Regions from separate parts of the Bicyclus anynana genome. Here region 1 is linked to region 2. Evidence: chromatin contacts called from public Hi-C data. All regions are on one chromosome and are shown on one strand. The core of a region is the stretch at or near the end of the contact, and the rest is flanking DNA. Distances in the headings are between cores, read along the strand shown. Region 1 holds the start of LOC112045229 (E3 ubiquitin-protein ligase Hakai). Region 2 holds the start of LOC112045194 (protein transport protein Sec24A).

Evidence for each region. A called contact is a pair of places that touch in the nucleus more often than the background predicts.
Region 1: a contact with region 2 is called in a Hi-C map of whole larva, with 4 times the contacts expected there. The contact joins the promoter of LOC112045229 here to the promoter of LOC112045194 in region 2. A contact is called at or near these places in 2 of 2 Hi-C or Micro-C datasets (whole body and whole larva).

What each region holds. Positions count from the first base shown.
Region 1 is chr7:15,308,357-15,311,763 of ilBicAnyn1.1, reverse strand. It overlaps LOC112045229 (E3 ubiquitin-protein ligase Hakai), which reads right to left and starts at 1,765. Exons shown (of 9, transcript XM_052882347.1): 1 at 1,376-1,765; 2 at 1,030-1,289; 3 at 1-172. The coding sequence starts at 1,240.
Region 2 is chr7:15,161,884-15,165,267 of ilBicAnyn1.1, reverse strand. LOC112045194 (protein transport protein Sec24A) reads left to right here and starts at 2,123. Exons shown (of 16, transcript XM_024081289.2): 1 at 2,123-2,291; 2 at 2,469-3,384. The coding sequence starts at 2,480.

The sequences.
Region 1 (3,407 bases), core at 516-3,015, 150 kb before region 2:
AGTATAGGTTTGGAACATATATCACAGCAGTATATCATGGGATTGAGCACTTTCTCCCCAATAAGGGTGGCACGGTGGCTCCAGTCCAGGCGCAGCATAGGCTCGGGGGGACCTCGCTGCAGGGTCGTGAACACTGGGGCTTCCAGCTGAGATATGTCTGACGGCACTTCCACTAAAAATAACAGGAAGTTAAAGAAAATAATATTAAGCCTACTGTCCAGATAGTCATTCTAGTCAATGGTCTTATAGGGAAAGGTTTGAGCAACACCTTAAAAAGCTTGATTGTTGGATCAAGGTTGGAGAAACAAGCAGACTCTTCAGATGGTGATAATTGTGAGGAGGTTCCTTCTTAACCTGGACCACCTGTTGCTTAGGCACTCAATTACAACATGTTTACTGATCCAGTAATATCACTCTCAATACAAAAAATATCAATAGTACAAAACACAAAGGAAATAGACAGAAGCATGCAAGAGTTGGAAAAGCTACTGGTCTATTAAAAAGGTTATGAAAAATAAATATATCCACATAACAAACAAGTCTAAAGTATGCCTGCATTTTGCCATGCTTAACCTATGGTTGGTAAACTTGGGTTCTGGCCGAGAAAAATATGAAAACAAAGTCAGACTCTCCACTATTCGAAGCAAGATCAAGGTGAGAGATGTGGCAGTAACAATTAAGAAGCTTATAAGAGGAAGTGGACAGGACACTTCATACAGGATAAAAGAGATAAGTGGACCAGAGAAGTGACAGTGGTATCCTAGCACACAAAAAAGGAAAACAAGTCACCCCTGTCAATGACATGAGGATGACCTCAGACAGACTGCAGGAGTCACCTGGAGAAGAGCAAGGGAAAGAGGATTATTGAAGTGTCTGATGAAAGAACAATCAATGTCAATAATTGATGATGACATTGTAAATCCACTTCGGAGTTTTCTAATTATCCATATCACACAGACTATGATGTAGGCGTCATATTATTAACTTGAACAGGCATGCTGCTAAAGTGTATAATAAAAAAATGCTTACTTTTAACAGGTTCATTGTGCTGTGGCTCCTCTTTAACATCCTCTACCATGGCTTCCTCCTGGTCCTGTACAGTCTCCTCAACAGAGCACTCTTCTTCATCAGAAGACATCACTTTGGCCACCTTCTTGCCCCTCCCGCGCCCTCGACCGCGTCCCCTCCCCCGTCCTCGACCTCTACCCCTCCCGCGGGAGTTTCTCTTCTCACCGTTCATTTTAGTGCTTCAAAAACTCTTCTCTCTCACTCAACTTTAACTTACGGATCTGTAATATGTAGTAAATTTATGTTTCTCATTTCTCATTATAGAATATAAATCAAAGCATTTTATTAAGACCTGTTATGATCTTACCGCAATTGACGCTAAATTGTAAACAAGAAAAAATCTTGTGATTATTTACTTGGCCTTTTTGAAAAATTCACAAAATTATTAAAACGAAATTAATAAATATGTTCTTAACCTGTCTTTTCTCGTTATTTGTTTATTTTTACTTGACGTGTGCAATTCACAGCTTCAATTTCCAAACCAAGCTAACCTAACTTGAACTTGAATAACTTTAAATGTGCGATTATTCCAAATAAGGTTAATATAATTACACAAATATATACAATATTTATTCAGTAAATCAGGAACAAATTAGAAAAATATAGGCAAAATTACATTTTCGAAGTCTCAAACTCTCAAATTCCAATACTTTACCACAGACAACGAACAAAACAAACTTAGCAAACACATAACACATTAGCAAATGTCATGTCATGTCAATCACAGATCACTATAGACTAGAAATGTCAATAAATTAGATTTTACCAACCACAGACGACAAATGAATGTCAGATTTTGACAAAAATGTTTGAAAAAAAGAAACAGAAACTGCCAGTGCCAGCGTTTGTTTGGTTTGTTTGCTAAAACGTTTGTTGTTTTTAAAGCCACTTCTCAGTCTCAGCTTAGGGTTCTACGGTTCTACCTACTACATACTAATAGATACTACGTTCTTTGATTACATATAAGTAAAGGTAAAGGTTCTAGGTTCTTCCGTTCTAGGCAAAGAGAAAGAAGTTGCTCTAGGTCTTTTTAATGCCACAGAACAAAGAAAGGTCCAGAACGAGTCTTTACAAGCAGCCGGAAAACCCACGAAAAAAAATAAACGTCACGCGTTTCTAGTCTATAGTGATCTGTGGTCACGCGTCTCTTTGACATCTGCTTAAATAAACTTTTTTCTTAAGTTTTTAATTAAATTATTGTTAATTACATTTCGTTTTGTTGTTAATTACAATTCGACTTTGTCCGCATTGAAATCAATGTAAATTTTCAAGCCCTATTTCACCACTTTATAGATTTCAAATTTTTGAATCCCCATTATATTTCGTATTTTTTTTATGATTTATGAAGAAACTGTAGCTCTACAAACGAAGGACTTTCCATATAAACTTTCAACCCGTATTTCACCCCCTTTTCATTTTCTTTTCGCAATAAAAAATATCCTATAACCTTCTCCGTATTATAACCGTGCCAAGTTTCATTTGAATTCATTCTGTAGTTTCAGCGTGATGCCCGAATAACAAAAAAACACGAACAGACAGACAGACAAAAAATCGAAAAAAAAATATTTTTAGCTTCAGTATTGATTGTATAATGCCCCCCAACAAAAATTTTGAAAATATCATCAATGTACAGAATGTATAAAATGTACAGAATGTACAAAATGTACAGAATTCGTATTATAAGTATAGATTCTAGATGGCGCTGGCGTCCGTTATGCCACGGTAACGTTTGGTTTTACAAATAGTATAAGTAAAATTTCAAATTGCGAATAATTATAGAATTAGATATAGATATAGATATAGATATAGATAGATATATAGATAGATATAGATACAGATACAGATAGATAGATATAATATGTATATATAGTTTTTACATTATGTATTTAATTTATCTATCTATAAATTATAATAGTATAAAATCTTTGTCTATCAGTGATTTATTTACCATAAAACAGCTGCAAAAGTTGAGGAAGCAATTAATAAGTTTTAAAGATAGCCGCAAGCAATTTATGATGTTCTTAATACTGTATGAAATAGGTACCTACATTTGCAGTACCTACCTACTGGTGTTCGACGTCTATAAATATCGTGTTTGAAGGTTAATCGGATTCGGCATTCCTCTTGACCTTGAAGTGAATGGTGCTGCTGCTTTATATCCCGTCTTTAAAATGGTAAGTAGTATCAAACCGTGTTTTATTTTGAGCAAAATGAAGGTGTCCCTTTGCTCTTGGCCTAGGTCAAGATTTCCATATCTCTTGACCTATGCTAACTACTAAGTATTATGCAACTAGGCTTAAAGCCTTCGACCGAGTTCGGACTACTTTAGCATTTTAGTC
Region 2 (3,384 bases), core at 874-3,373:
GTACGAGTTGAATAGGGGTAGGCATAGAGTAGAATGTATACAGGGTTAGTGTAGGGTGGGAGTAGAATAGGATAGGGGTAGGGAATAAGTCAAAACGATTTATGAGTTGTAGATTTTACAGGCAGCCGCAATTAAGAATTTTTATATTGTTTAGACAATCATGGGGCGTGCGTTTGACATTTTTTTATACAATATATATATATCTCTTTCTGTTTTCGAGATATTCGTGTCGGCACAATTTAACCGCGGCACTTTCAGCCCCGCTCTCCCCTACGTATCCATACATACTTATAATAAATCTGTAGAGAGGTCAATTGTGTACATAAAATATATTTCCAAAATAACCATCAGGGTGTGATTAGCAATCGATAAATAAAAAAGTCTGTTTGTATGTTCGTTATAGAAACAAAAACTACACGACGGATTTTCAGGAAACTTGGTACAATTATTCTTCATACTCCTGCAGGGCTAGCACGGGCAAGGGAGAAATTTATCCACGGGGAGAGGATAAAACGTTTATCCCCCACACTCGTTTTATCCACTCACCGCGCATGGGCACGTCGGTGGAAATAATATCCCCGGTGGATAAACGGAGGGAAAGACTTGTCAACCCATTTGTATATATCTTATAAATTGGCATTAGGTATATTAATAGTCCGAAATAAACGTAAATTTGATAATATTTGGTTTTTTTGTGCATATTATTTATCTGTTTTCTGTTGGCATTGTTTTGTTTGGTGATTGTTTTTTGCGGTGGTTTGTAGTAGGTATCTATAGTATCTATCATACTAGCGGACCCGGTCAAGCTTCGTTTTGACATAAGTGCACTTGTTCTCTATCCCTACTCTACCCTTCTTTACCTCTACCCCTACCCTACCCCTGCCCTACCCCTACCCTACCCCTACCCTACCCCTGCCCTACCCCTACCCTACCTCTGCCCTACCCTACCCCTACCCTACTCCAATATAGGGCTTAAAACCCATAATAAAAACATTTTTGGAACCCGCATTTTTTTTAATTAATTAAATAAAATGTATTTTTTTCATTAGCTGAAAACATTAATTAAGAAATTTTATCATGGCAACATGCTTGCAACTCACACCCTGACAGATTGATAATGATCTTCGCCACAAACGGCTAAAAAGATAATCTTCGCATAGTAGCGTTCGTTTGCGTTCGTTTATGGCTAAAAAAGCAGTTTTTTTTTTGTTTATTTCTTCTCTGTCTACAATTTAATGTTTCTTTTTAACTTGTGTCCTATTGACATTTGACGATATTACATGACATTGACAGCTTACACTGGTTAAGAATGTGTTATGAATTCAATTCCAGGATGATTCCAGGTGTTTTTATTGGCTGTTTTGAACCTCCTTCGACTAATTTAGTTATTCTTTGTTTTGAACACTTTAACTCTATTGTCTATGTTTAATTTGTATACAAGAGAGCGAAACAAAAAAAAATTTTCTCAACAGCAATTTGTATCTTCTATCCATAAAAAATACTATCGACCTGCTTATAAATTATAAATAGTAAACAGGCCCATTTTATGAAATGTCCTTTGTCACCGCATGCAGCAAATAGAGAATAGGCTACTCGCCTGCTGTATTAGTCAGAACCTCAGACCAATTATAGAACGACCTGTATCGCACTCATAGTCAGGAACAAAATAGTCTGTCATTTTCTGAAAAAAAAAAACGAGCTTAGATTTGGCATGTATCTTTTACTAAACTAAAAGTTTTTGTCCGTTTTAACACAATTCAATTACACAAAAAGGTATTTTTACGGAGCTCTTTAACCGACGAACACGATTACAACTATTTAACATCGATTCTATAGAGACATTTTTTATAATCGCATTAGACCGTTGATCATTTATTTTGCCAGAAAAGTAACGTCTAGCGAGGCAGGTCCTATACAATAATTGATCTGAGGTCAGAACTCTAGGTAGTTATTGTGATTCTTATTTTTCTCTTTTCAGTTCATTACGTTTATGCAATCGGGTCTTTTGTTTTTATAATAATATTTTTTTTCGATTAAAATATTATTTCTTTTGGGAGATGCAATTTGTGTTAACAAAACGCAATTGACGTCAAAATCAATTGTCAAAAGATCAATCTTTTGCGCCAGTAGAGGGCGCTTGTAATCGCTCGGCCACGTAAGTCAGGGTCGTTTTTCCTTCACAGTTTTAATTTATCACGTTACTTTTGGCCTCTGTGTTAATATGTGAGAATGGTTTAACAACGCAAACGCGTGTGCAAAGTTTTCCAAGTTCAAAAGTCGCCGTTCGAGCGGTAAGTCGCGAAGTGCGTTCGTCCTTCCGTCATTCTTAGTGAATTAGCATTAATTAAACATCCTTGTCGATATCAAGTTTATTATCACAATACAAACATTAACAGAGATTGTTTTCGTGAGCCTGAAGTAAGGGTGTACGTGGATTTATTTATATTTATTTGCATTTGTCGTTCCAGATTGACAAGCAATGTCTCATCCACCAAACACGTACAATAATGTTCCCGGCCAACAAAACACGAATCCTGGAGTTTTCCAACAGTTTAACCAGATTCCGTTGAGCCAGTTACCAGGGGGCGTCAATCAGGATGGAAATTCAAACAAACAAGGCTCAGTGACAGGATTTAACAGTCAAAATCATTTGAATCAAAGTGCAAGCAATTCCCCAGCGTTCAACCAACCTGGAGTGATGCCTCCCACAAGTTCACCAATGAGACCGCTTAAACCTATTAGTAATCAACCTCCTATGCAAAACGTCCAGAACATTCCATTGAATAATCCCAGTGTGCATTCTAAGCCTAATACTGTCCCATCGTCATCACCATACCCAACCAACACTCAGCATCAGATAAACAACAATGCACCCCCTTTAGTTCCCTCTAGTCAGTTTAGTCAGCCTATTACAAATGGTCCAATGTCGGGGCCTAATCAAAGACCAATAAACCAGTATCCTCCATCATCCAGCTTTAGCCCACCTCCACTAACAAACCAATCAACAAATAGCCATTCACCAGTAAATCCTGCACTTGCTAATCAGAGGCCGCCAACTTCTGTGCCTTCTGGTTTAATAAACCAACCAAATACTCCATACAGTGGACCTTTGAATGGTCCTAGAAATAGTCCACTAACACTTGGTTCTTCATCCCTTCCTCCTTCAAGTATACCTAACTATGCACCAACTATAGGTCCTCCAAGAGGCAGCTTAGTGAATGGCCCAAGTCTACCACCAATGTCTGCACCAATGGTTAGCCAAACAGCCCCTCAAGGTTTACCATCTGGGCCTTTGCGAAGTCAACCTGGCCTAAAGAGTGGACCACCACAACTTCAAAACCAGTACAATAATGGTCCTTCTGTACCAAATATGCCACCAATGCA